2 separate regions of the Oryctolagus cuniculus genome follow, and region 1 is linked to region 2. The links are chromatin contacts, called in public Micro-C maps. All regions are on one chromosome and are shown on one strand. Each heading gives the region's core, a stretch centred on a gene start, on an enhancer-like site or on the middle of the called end of the contact. The rest is flanking DNA. Distances are from core to core; before and after follow the strand shown. Region 1 holds the start of ABCC12 (ATP binding cassette subfamily C member 12). Region 2 has its middle 310 kb from the start of PHKB.

Region 1 (6,476 bases), core at 1,447-3,946, 360 kb before region 2:
TGTGGATTTCTACCAGACAGGTCCTAATAGCAACACAGCAACTAGAAATCTTATTTCTTGGGAAATCTGGCTAATTTTTAGAAAATATTTATTTATTTGTAAGTGGAATTATGGAGAGAGACAGAGATTTTCTATCTGCTGATTCACTCCCCAAATGGCTGCAAAGGCTGGGGCTGGACCAGGCCAAAGCCAGGAGCCAGGACCTCCATCTGGGTCTCCTATGTGGGTGGCAGGGGCCTAGTAACTTGGACCAAATTTCATTGCTTTCCCAGGCACATTAACTGAGAGCTGGATCAGAAGTGGAGCAGCCAGGACTCAAACTGGTGCCCATATGGGATGCCCGGCACTGAGGGCAGCAACAGTGCTTAAATATATATATTTATATATTTAAGATTTATTTATTTATTTGAAAGACAGAGTTACAGAGAGGCAGAGGCAGAGAGAGAGAGAGAGAGAGGTCTTCCATCTGCTGGTTCACTCCCCAAATGGCTGCAATGGCCAAAGCTGTGCCGATTGGAAGCCAGGAGCCAGGAGCCAGGTCTCCTGCGTGGGTGCAGGGGCCCAAGCACTTGGGCCATCCTCCACTGCTTTCCCAGACCACAACAGAGAGCTGGATTGGAAGTGGAGCAGCCAAGACTAAAACCAGTGTCCACATGGATGACAGCACCACAGGCGAGGTGGCGCCTGTGGCTTTGCCACGGTGCTGGCCCCTATTTTAACATTATTATTTACAAAGGATAACTGCTGCTTCTTGAGTGTTTCCAATGTTTAAGGCATGTCACTCACATGATTGAATTTAGTCCTTAATGAATTTACAACACATTGAGGTTACAATTCTCCTTTTGTGTGGTTTCTATTTTCGGCCCTCCATGGCACCAATTCTATGCATCGCCAGCAGGGGGCTTCACAATCCTTCCTGGGACTTGGGGCCAGATCTCTTTAATTCTCTCCCCCTCTCTCTTTCTCCTTCCCCTCTCCCACTGGTCTCATTTTTAAAAGAATTTCAGACAGCCTCACAGAACCTCCGTGGTGGAAAATCCTCTTTCCTTTTCACCACTGAGTGCCACGGTTCCTGTTGGACACACAGACTCCCCCCCCCACCCCCGCCCCCCGTCACGTTTAAACTGTGTGTCAGATCTCCCTGGATACCGCTGGGCTGACATGTTTGTGTACAACATAAAAGTATTCAAACGATCAAGGAAGCCAGAGCTGGGATTCCTGGTTGCTTTCTTCTCCCTGCAGTCAGTGCACTGGGTTCTCCCGCCTTTCCTCCCCCGCAGGGGTCTCCGCAGGCTGGGCTTCAGCTCTGTGACCTTGGCTGAGTCTCTTCACTGCCTGCTGCAGGCACCCATCTGTTCTTGTCCGACTCCTTTGGGCAGAGACTGGACAGCCCCTCCCCTGCCCTACTTCCCCTCTGCTCCCCATAGGCCAACAGTCTTCTCTCCAAAGTCCCCAACCGAGGCTAGTCTCGGTGCAAGGCCACCTCCGCCAGGCCTTCCAGGGACATGGAGGAAACGCGCGGGAATCCCCCTTTCTGTCAACATGGCCGGATTTGCGTGCATCCTCTGAAGCTGGGAGACAGGGAGAGGGAGTCTGGGGGTGCTGGGGGGACCTCCTGGGGTGGGGGGATGGTAAACAGGATTAAGCACTTCCCTGTACAAAAGGGCTCTGCAAATACCAGCTGACTGTATTAGCGGTAGTGCGGCCGTGGGGAAGGGATGGAGGCTGTGGAAGGGGGACAAGAACACCCCCGTTGGGCCAGCCCCCTCCCCAGGCTGGGGATCTGGCCACCCCACAATCCCCTGCTCACTCCTGTCTCACTCTTGTCCTGAAGATGAGTGTGGGGTTGGGCACAGGCAGTGATCTGCATCTTCAGGAAGTTGTGCGGCCAGAACCAGCCAGCAGGGGGAGAACTTGGCCAGCAGGAGGGAAAGCAGAGCCCTGGGCCGCTAGGAAAAAAAAAAAAAAGAAAAGAAATGCTACAGCAACATTTGTCATAAAATCTGTTTGAGTCAGGTGGAGAAGGTCTCCTAAGGTGCCTAAGTAATTCTTGAAAATGAGTCAACGTTTATTTCTGACTGCAAGGATCTTGCACCCTCCCAACCCCGTGGAAGCCACACACTCACTTTGGCTTGCAACGGCCCAGAAAAGACCTGTGCCCCCGTTGGCAGTGCTTGAGTAAGGACAAACCTGAAACCTTCATGCAAAAGAGGGAGCAGCTAGGGCCTGTCTCAAACTTACCTTCCGCTCAATGCAAGATAAAAAAAAAAAAAGTTCAAATCGCACCTTTGTTTTCGGCCACACGAGCAGGGACTGTATGGATGAGCGTTTCTGTGTTTTGAAAATGGGACTCCTTGCACCTTCCCTGCCTGCAGGGTTGCCTCGCCTTTGCAGGAGGCAGAGGGGGAAATGGGACGCATTCTCGAAGGCAGGTGCCTGGAATAGGACTCAGGAGACTTGGGTGCTGGTCTCAGCTCCTGCCCCAAGCCACTCGTGCAAGGCATCTTGCTTCTCTGTCTCCACAGCTGGGGACGGGCTCTTCCACAAAGCTGTGCTGTGGCCAGCCACAGAAGGGGTGGCCGTCCCTGAAGGCACTGGTCCACGACACGGGCCCCTCCCGGAAGGGGCAGTGCCCTTTAATGTGGGTGGAGGGAATGTTGGCCCCCCAGAGTTCCCTCCTTGGGGGTGGTGGGAGCGGCAGTTGAATGGGGCAGTTGGAGAGGAGGGCTCCGGGCAGGTGGGACGCGAGGAGCCAGAGCAGAGGTGCGTGGAGAGGTGGGCAGCAGGCTCCGAGCCCCATGGCTTCTGATTGGTCCCTCCTCCTCTGCTTGCAGCCCTGAGGACCAGCGTGCTCCCTGCTCAGGTAAGCACCTGTGTGTTGCGGTCAGTGGCCACCAGCTGGTCCCTGGGGCTGTGGAGGGTGACACCCTCCACTGTGGCTGCCTCTGTGTGAGTGTTGCTGGGGGCAGGGGGAAGCAGGGACTTGGGGATCTCAGAGGGTCGGGGGGATCCTGGGGCACTTCCATTTTGGGAGGTTTCAGCTATCATCAAGGAAAAGCAGAAATCCCAAGACGGGAGTTCAGAATCTGTGACATACAAACAGTCTATATTGAATAAATTGGTCTTTTGACACACACACAGTACTGTTCACAAGTCAATCATGGGAGATGGAGATACACACACACACACACACACACACACCCCTTGAATGCCTGCTGCATCGCTGTGTGGCTCTCATAGTTTCAACCCAAGGGCTTTCCTCTTCTTCCGTTGTATCTGTACTGAGTCAGTGACCTCGTTGGGGACCCCCCCTCCCCGGGGATGCGAGGACGTAAACCAGATCCCTCCCTTCCCGCACCCTCAGATTTCTTGCACAAGCGTCCTCATCTCCCCTCTCCACTTCCTTCCTCCTCTCCCACACCAGCCCCTCATCCTTCAGGGTCCTTGCCCGGTCTGGCTGCCCACGATGGTGCCTGGACACGTGGAGAGGTGAGGGGCGGGGCCTGAGGACAGCTTTGGCGCTGCACCTCTGGGCTGGAGACTGACAGCGCTGGAGGAAGGGGTCGGGGCAGCATGAGACCATCCCTGTTGATAATGCACTATGGGCTTTAAAAAGGGCTTGCAGGGGGAGGGCCACAGTCCCTGATCCAGCAAGGTCGTGGGGAAAGGCTTGGGGACACGGAGGAAGGGCTCCTGTGATGGGCACCAGCAAAGACTGGTTCTCAGGCACAAAGCTGTGAATTTTCTGGGTTGGGGGGACAGACAGAAATAAGAGTAAGTAGGAAATGTTTCTCCTTGAGATACCCTCTAGACATCTGTTCTCCCACTGTGGACAGAGACAAGGATGGAGAAAAATGAGTGCACTCCCTGGCAAAGAGCAGTGCAAATGTGGGGAGACAGTAAGGAGGGGTGGGGACTGTATTGAACAGAGGCATGCCCCACCTGCTCGGCATCAGCTGGTGGAAGCCACACCAGCAACTGGAACTCACGATTTTCCGACAAAAGCAGAAAGTTTTTATTTTTTTTAAAGATTTATTTATTTATTTGAAAGAGTTACACAGAAAGAGAAGGAGAGGCAGAGAGAGAGAGAGAGAGAGAGAGAGAGAGAGAGAGAGGTCTTCGATCAGCTGGTTCACTCCCCAAATGACCACAATGGCCAGGCTGAAGCCAGGAGCCAGGAGCTTCTTCCAGGTCTCCCATACGGGTGCAGGGGCCCAAGCACTTAGGCCATCCTCCACTACCTTCCCAGGTGCATCAGCATGGAGCTGGAATGGAAGTGGAGCAGCCGGGACTTGAACCAATGCCCATATGGGGTGCCAGCATGGAGGCAGCGGCTTTACCCGCTATGCCACAGTGCTGGCCCCATAAATGTATCTTAAAAAAATGAAAGACATGGTGTCTCCTAATTATTGTTTTCCACAAAGTAGAAGGAGATTTTAACAGTGCAGATCCTGATAAAGGGACCAGTACATCAGTGTATCTGTTTGCATCCTGTGCTCCCAACAGAGTCCTTCCTGCTTCTGCCGTGCAGTCTGTTGAGGTCAGGGTGGGCGCCGTCCCCTTGCAAGCGAGCAGGAGCACCGGGGACTTTGTGCTGTCTCCTGCTGACCCTCAGCTGCTCCGCTGGAGAGAGCCAGGCCAGGGACAGAGTCGTGATGGCTGCAGGGCCCCTGGCCTGGCCACTCCCAGCTCTCACTAAGCTGCCCCACTGCTCCCTGTCCCCCGTGACTGTGAGAGCAGATTTCTCACCTCAGGCAGCTCCTCACTCCTGGCAGAGGCTGGCATGACAGACGGCGATGGAGACGTTAGCCAAAGCAGACTTCCTGATTTACAAAGCCTCATTTCCCCCCGCGGCTGCCGAATTTAGCAACGTGCCATTCCAGCTGCAAGGCTTCCAAGCCGTCTTAGGTAATCACAGCTCTGCTTGCCCCGCTGAGTATTCAAGGAAATTACCTCTCAGCGCCCATTGCCTATGCATTCTGATTGCCCCAACCTGGCCCTGCAGGCCTGGCCTCCTGAACTGGGCTCAGGACCCCTAAGGGAAGCTGTGACAGCTACCTGTGAGCACCCTTGGCTGTCAGCACTGTGAGTGGAAAAACAGAAACTATAGGTGCAGGGTTCTCCTGGCGCGGGGTCCCAGCTGTGCACAAGACGCACCAGGCTGGAGGGCCTGGGGAGTTTATTCTGCAGAGGGGAGAACAGCCCACCCGGGGTTGGGGCAGCTGAAGGAAACAAAGACCATTTTCCGATAGCAGAAGGCGTACACCCAGGGGACACAGGCGTGCTATGCCCGGCTCCTGAGACCAGAGCCAGTGCTCAGAGCCCTGAGTTCCACAGAAGGAAAAAGCTCACTCCCTTTAGGGCTCTTTCCTTAAAAAAAAAAGTTTCATTTTTTCTTTTCAAATTCGCAGAAAAGTAGCAAGAGTCGTGCTGAGAAATCCTAACTACCCTTGCCCGAGGTTTGCAAACGACCATGAGCATCTTGCCCCATTTGTTCTTGCCTTCTCTCTCTCTGCATTGCTGTTTTTCTGACACAGTTGAAAGTCAATGGCAGGCATTTCGCTCTTTTATCCCTAAATTCTTCAGCGTGTGTTTCTCAAAAACAGAACCAGAATCAGAAAAATTATTAATTTTCAAATTGCATCACGGTCAAAATCAGGAAATTTAACTTTGATGTAATATTTTTTACATAATCTTATAGCCTACATTCAAATTTTGGTAATTGGCCCAATTATATCAATTAGAAAACAATTTTTTTCCTGGCCCAGGATGCAATCCAGGATGATGTATTACTTTTAGGTGTCATGTCTCTCTCTTTTCTTAAATATTTTTTAAAAATTTACTTGAAAGGTAGAGAGAGAGAGAGAGAGAGAGAGAGAAAGACAGAGATAGACAGTGGAAGATCTTCCATCCAGCGGTTCACTCCCCACAGGTGCATGACAACCAGGTCTGGGCCAGGCTGAAGCCAGGAACCAGGAACTCCATCTAGGTCTCCCCTGTGGGTGGCAGAGACCAAGTACTTGAGCATCACCTGCTGCCTCCCAGGGTGCACATTAGCAGGAAGCTGGAGTCAGAAGCAGAGTCGGGACTTGATTTGAAATTGGCTCTGTGACACAGGACGTGGGTGTCCCACGGGGTGTTACCCACAGAGCAAAATGCTCCCCTCTGGACACCTTTGTCTCCATAGTGTCTTTCCATCTGGAATGCTTTTTTTTAAACAGAAGCACTCTTTTTTTCCTTAAAGATTTATTTATTTATTTGAGAGAGACAGTTACAGACAGAGAGAGGAGGAGACAGACAGAGAGAGAGATCTTTCATCCACTGGTTCACTCCCCAAATGGCCACAACAGCTGGAGCTGGGCCAATCTGAAGCCAGGATCCAGAAGTTTCTTCCAGGTCACCCATGTGAATGTAGAGGCCCAAGTACTTGGGCCATCTCTGCTGCTTTCCCAGGTGCATTAGCAGGGAGCTGGATT
Region 2 (6,552 bases), core at 2,542-5,041:
ACCCAGTCTTCTGTACCAACGGAAAGGCCCAGCAGGAGATCAGAGAAGGGGAAGAATCGAGATCAAGGAGTTTACTCCCCCCTTCAATCCTGGGTCACTGTGACTGGCTGCCAATGAGCCAATAATACAAGTAAAACTAACACACATACACATTTACAAATGCCTAGACAATGGTTTGGAAAGATTAGACAAACTATGAGGAGGTTGGTAAGATTTGGGTATGTTAGCTGGTGAAGATAAACATTTTTTCCTTGGATATTTGTGCTTGAACATTTTTGATTAGCATGTATCTGTGAATTCCTTTTGTAATGTTTTTTAAAGATTTATTATTTATTTATTTGAAAGGCAGAGTTACAAAGAGAGAAGGAGAGACAGAGATTTTCCATCCACTGTTTCACTCCCCAGATGACCACGACAGTCAGGACTGATCCAGGTCAAAGCCAGGAGCCAGGAGTTTCATCTGGGTCTCCCACATGGGTGGCAGGGGCCCCACACATGGACCATCTTCTGCTGCTTTTCCCAGCCCATTAGCAGGGAGCTGGATCAGAAGTGGAGCAGCTGGGACATGAAGCAACCCCCATATGGGATGCCAGCATTGTAGGTGGAAGTTTTACCCGCTATGCATTGCATTGACCCCTCCTTTTGTAACTGAAACATTAAGTAACTGCGCTAGAACTTGTTGTTTTGGATACGTTTCACTTTCCACTTGCCTGTTGGGGCACTGTGACTTGCTCAGACCATTCCAGTCACATATGGCAGAGATTGGAGAGATCAAATCTACTCCTTACAGCTTAGGGTTCTAGGTGAGGCTTAGGTTCTCTCAAGCAGATCCGTTCACTTGAGACCCAGTCAGTGCAGGGTCTGTGTGGAGATAGATGGGAAAGGATCCAGCATCCGTGTTATTCATACAGACTGTGTGACACAGGAGCCACAGCTAGGGTGGCAGCTTCCTGGTCATGGCCAGGGCGGCAGCTCCCTTGGTTGTCCAGGACTTCATTGTAGTTATTCCTGAGAAGTTAGAATTGGTTAACGCACATGGTTGGGTTTAAAGAAAGTGGAGATACAATGATCATTGGAAGACTGTGGCCCCTGGCTCCAAAAGTAGAAGCTGTGTAACCACTTGAAATAAAAGACCTACTGAGGCTGGTGCCGCAGCTCAATAGGCTAATCCTCCACCTTGCGGCACCGGCACACCAAGTTCTAGTCCCAGACGAGGCGCCGGATTCTGTCCCGGTTGCCCTTCTTCCAGTCCAGCTCTCTGCTGTGGCCCGGCAGTGCAGTGGAGGATGGCCCAAGTGCTTGGGCCCTGCACCCCATGGGAGACCAGGAGAAGCACCTGGCTCCCAGCTTTGGATCAGCACGGTGCGCCGGCCACAGCACGCCGGCTGCGGCAGCATTGGGGGGTGAACCAATGGCAAAGGAAGACCTTTCTCTCTGTCTCTCTCTCACTGTCCACTCTGCCTGTCAAAAAAAAAAAAAAAAAAGACCTACTGAAATTCAGCCTTAGGTGGACAGACAACTGATGCGATATCTTCCTGTAGGCTCATAAAGAATGCGAGGTATTTCTCATTGTGTCAGAAATTCTAAAGGATATACAGGCTCTGTATATGCTTAACACAATAGGAAAATAAGGGTGTCTTTTTAACTACCCCAGAAAGCTTCCATTTTTTATATCCACAGGGTAGACATAAGCCAAAATGAGAATCAAAATCGGAGCCGGCGGCCTGCTAATGTCTCCTGAAAACATTAAAATATTGAATGGGGAAACAGATTGCTAACTTTGGGAGGAGGTCGTTTACTCTGAGTGTCTGAAACACCCAAATCTGAGACCACCTCTCTGCAGTAGAACTGGCCTCTCCTCTGTCAAAGGCTGTGAAGCTGCCTGTGTCTAAGACCCGTGATGACCTCACCTGAGATGCCCACATTGCCAGGGGACATTAGTGCTCCTCATGTTACATACCCAACACCCTGCATTGCCTTGAGACAGAACTCTAGACTCTAGAGTAGGATCAGACTCAAAGTCAAACCCCCAAGGAAGAAGTGAAAACATTAAAAATAATTGCAGGATTTGAGGATTTGTAGGAACAGCCTGGAGAAATGCATGAAATGGATTCTGAAGGTATAGGGCAAGGAGGGCAGAAGCCGGTCTATCCAGGCTGCCTCCATCAGTGCCAGCGTGTTTACCGACTCTGGAGTCAGCATGCTGGGCACAGCTACCTGTTGTTCTACATGTTTGCTTATTCAGCTGAGTGAAGCTGGATTGGATGGTGACATGTCCTGAGGGTGGTATAAATGTCCAAAACTCCTTTGCACAGTATCGAAGAAGATGTTCACAGAGAAAGATGGGAATGTTCTCTCTCCTTCTCTCTCTCTCTCTCTCTCTCTCTCTCTCCTTCTCCCCTCTCTCTGTCACTCTACCTTTCAAATAAACAAAATGAAAATAAGAACTTAGTGTAACTAAGTTTATTTTTAGTTTAAGAAAAAGAAAACTAAAGGTGTTGGAATGGATTTGTATGCCTGACCTGCTCATCCAACCCCTAACTGTGTTTTGGAGAGGGTGCAGAGAACTGGGCATTGAGAAGGACAGCATAGTTCCACATGCCCATGCTGCTGTATCAAGCTCAACTCCTCTTTCTATCCCATGCCATGCAAATCACACTGGCATTACCTTCAAAATACATCCACATGGCTGGCGCCATGATTCACTAGGCTAATCCTCCGCCTGTGGCGCCGGCATCCCAGGTTCTAGTCCCGGTTGGGGCGCCGGATTCTGTCCAGGTTGCTCCTCTTCCAGTCCAGCTCTCTGCTGTGGCCCGGGAGTGCAGTGGAGGATGGCCCAGGTCCTTGGGCCCTGCACCTGCATGGGAGACCAGGAGGAAGCACTTGGCTCCTGGCTTCGGATGGGCGCAGCGTACCGGCTGCAATGCGCCAGCCGTAGCGGCCACTTGGGGGGTGAACCAACGGAAAAAGGAAGACCTTTCTCTCTGTATCTCTCTCTCTCTCACTGTCTAACTCTGCCTGTCCAAAAAAAAAAAAAAAATACGTCCACAGTCCAAACACGTCTCACCTCCACCACGGTTATGTCTCCCCCAGGTCTCCATCCTAGGCTCCCGATTGTCTCCCTACTTCTTCTGCCATTGGTCCCCTTCATGCTGCCCTCTGAACAACAGCCAGGGTGACCTGCTGCTGTGTCTTTTTTCCAAGAACTAATTCTCCAGTTCTCTGATACTAACTGGGTTTCCTACAGTTCAATTCAGTTCTGCTTCTAACAACCAAGGGTTAGCCTGGGCTTTCATAAGTCAAGGTTTCTATCCCATAAGATGCCTCCACTTCTGAACCCAGCCACGAGGGGGGGACCCCAGGCTACTCACACTTCTGTGTGGCCAACCATAAATTGGAGGGTTCCCAAGACCCACTCTCCCTCCCTCAGTCACTATAGTGACTCACAGAATACAGGGAAGAGCTATGCTGGCTGTTACACTTGCATTATACAGGATGCAACCCAGCAACAGCCCAATGGAAGAGATGCAAAGGACAAGGTGGGGAGCAGGGGTTGGGGTGGCACAGAGCTGGACGCCCTCTCCAAACACACTCCCGAGGTCATCCCCGTGTTCACAAACCTAGAAGCTCCACTAGCTTCGTTGTTTCAGAGTTCTAATGGAGGTGTCATTAGGTAGGTGCAATTTACTAAGACTTTGGCTCTTGGTAATTGAACTTAATGTCCAGCCCTGCTCCTCTGTCCATAGGTACAGAGTGAGCTGGAAATTCCAACTCTAATCATGTGGTTGGTTTTGGTTTTCCTGGTCACACGCCTGGAGACTGAGGCTCTGAGTCATCCTCAGCCTATGAGTCATCTTGTTATCATAAAAAAGACACTCCTTGGCAAATGCCAAGGCTTTTAGGAGTTCTGAGTCAGGAACTGCGGACAACAGCAAATATATATATTTTTTATTATACCACATTCTGGTGAACCACAAACCACATCATGTCACAACCCTGTTTGGAATACCCATTTCTTTCAGAGTAAAAGCTAAAATTCTCACAAAGGACCACAGCACAGTGTGTCCGGGCTCTCTGCCTTCCTTTAATGATCTCCCTCTAGCCACAGCATTTCCAGTGATGTAGAGAATCCCCACCACAAGCTTCTGCCCAGTAGCTGTTTCCTCTGACCAGACATTTTGCCCGAGAAACCAAAGTGGAAGGGCAGACGTCGGTGCAATGTTCAGGGTAACGCTGGGAGCGCCCACATCCCATATCAGAGCAAAGTATTCAAGTCCCAGTTCCAGGTTCCTAATAATGCACACCTTGAGAGGCAGCAGGTGACGGATCAGGAACTGACTTTCTGCCACCCACATGGGAGACCCAGATGGAGTTCCCAGCTCCTGGCTTCAGCCTGGCCCGCCTCTGGCTGTTGCAGGCATTTGAAGAGTGAACCAATGCATGGATGATCTCTTTCGGTCTTTTTCTTTTCTTGCTCCTCCCCAAAACCTTCAAGTAAATAAATAAATAAATTTTTCTTTACTTTTTTTTTTTTTTGACAGGCAGAATTAGACAGAGAGAGAGAGAGAGAGAGAGAGAGAGAAAGGTCTTCCTTCCGTTGGTTCACCCCCCAAATGGCTGCTACTGCTGGCACGCTGCACTGATCCGAAGCCAGGAGCCAGGTGCTTCCTCCTCGTCTCCCATGCGGATTCAGGGGCCCAAGCACTTGGGCCATCCTCCACTGCCTTCCCGGGCCACAGCAGAGAGCTGGACTGGAAGAGGGGCAGCCAGGACAGAATCCGGCGCCCCAACAGGGACTAGAACCCGGAGTACCAGCGCCACAGGTGGAGGATTAGCCAAGTGAGCCGCGGCACTGGCCAATAAATAAATTTTTAAAGAGAAACCAAGGTGTCTCCTTCCTTCTCTCCCTTTCCCAAAGCTCACTGAGAAGTGAGGCTCTGTCTGACCTCCCTGTTAAAATTGTTAGACTCCTCTAACACTCCACATTGTCCTCTGCTTTATTTTCCTCTGTAGCACATATTGCCAGCTTGCATAGTATGTACCTTATTTGTTTGTTTGTTTGTTTTTTTAATTCGCCCCACTAGTATGGATCTATTTCTCCCTGGAGATCTATTATTTTTTGCCACATGTATTGTGTTACTGTGTTCGGGGGAACATACACATTAGGTTTATTATATCGGGGTGGGCATTTAGCTTAATGGTTAAGACCCCTGCATCCCATATAAGAATGTTTGGCCGGGTCAGCTCTGTGGCGGAGTAGGTTAATCCTCCACCTGTGGCACTGGCATCCCATATGGGCGCCGGTTATAGACCAAGCTACTCCTCTTCTGATCCAATTCTCTGCTATGGCCTGGGAAAGAAGTAGAAGACGACCCAAGTCCTTGGGCCCCTGCACCCACGTGGGAGACTTGGAAGAAGCTCCTGGCTCCTGACTTCGGACTGACTCAGCTCTGGCCATTGCTGCCATCTGGGGAGTGAACCAGCAGATGGAAGGCCTCTCTCTCTCTGTCTCTACCTCTCTCTGTAATTCTGTCTTTCAAATAAATAAAATAAATCTTAAAAGAAATTATGGGGAATTGATAATGGCTTATAGATTGTGACAGTTGGATGGAAGACCTTTCTCTGTATCTCATTCTCACCATCTGTAACTCTCCCTTTCAAATAAATCTTTTTTAAAAAGTCTTTAACTTAAAAAAGAATAAAGAATATTTGGCTCCTGGCTGCAGCTTCCTGCCACTGCAGATCTTGGGAAGCAGAAGTGATAGCTCAAGTAACTGGGGCTTCGCCACCTCCATGGGAGACCGGGATTCAGCTCTCAGCTCCGGGCTTCATCCCTGGCCCATCCCAGGCTATTTCAGGCATTTGTGGAGTGAACCAGTCGATGGGAGCTCTCTCTCTCTCTCTCCCCCCCTCTCACATTCTCTCTCACATCTCTCCACCTCTCAAATAAATAAATATTTTTAAAATGTTGTATTAGCTTAGAGAACTGCCCCCTTTATCATTCATAAAACATGTATTGCTGATAATTTTCCTTGCTCTGACGCCTTCTTTGAAATTAACAAGCTGCTCCAGCTTTCTTTCGATTAGTGATAATATATCTGTGATATTTCTTTCTCTATTCCTTGACTTTTTTCCTTTCTTTTTTATTATGACAAAAATAACCCATATAAAATGTACTGTAGTAACCATTTTTTATAGTAACCATTTTTAAGTGTGCAGTTCAGAGCATTAAGCATATGGCCATGTTGGGCCACAGATCTTCAGAACGTTTTATGTTGCAAAACTGAAATGCTTCGCCCATTCATCAGTGTCTCATTTTCCCCTCCCTCAGCCCCTGGCAACCACCGTCCTACTTTCTTTTTCTATGACTTTGGCTATTTTAGATTCTTTATATAAGTAGGATATACAGTATTTATCTTTTGGTGTGGCTAATTTCCCTTCGCATAAGGTCTTTAAGTTCCATCCAGGTTGTAGCATGATAGGATGACCTCCCTTTCTGGAGCTGAATCCTACCCCATGCTAGGGACCACATGTTGCTTTTGTATTTATCAA

What was found. A called contact is a pair of places that touch in the nucleus more often than the background predicts.
Region 1: a contact with region 2 is called in a Micro-C map of ear pinna, with 3 times the contacts expected there. The contact joins the promoter of ABCC12 here to the enhancer-like site in region 2. A contact is called at or near these places in 2 of 6 Hi-C or Micro-C datasets (ear pinna and an unstated tissue).

The regions. Positions count from the first base shown.
Region 1 is chr18:31,880,562-31,887,037 of mOryCun1.1, reverse strand. ABCC12 (ATP binding cassette subfamily C member 12) reads left to right here and starts at 2,696. Exons shown (of 29, transcript XM_051833879.2): 1 at 2,696-2,863.
Region 2 is chr18:31,526,545-31,533,096 of mOryCun1.1, reverse strand. No RefSeq gene overlaps it. Among named protein-coding and RNA genes, the nearest start is that of PHKB, 310 kb to the right of the region's middle. Within about 2 kb of position 3,791, at least 1 of the 8 cell types and tissues checked has an H3K27ac peak or open chromatin away from gene starts, as enhancers often do.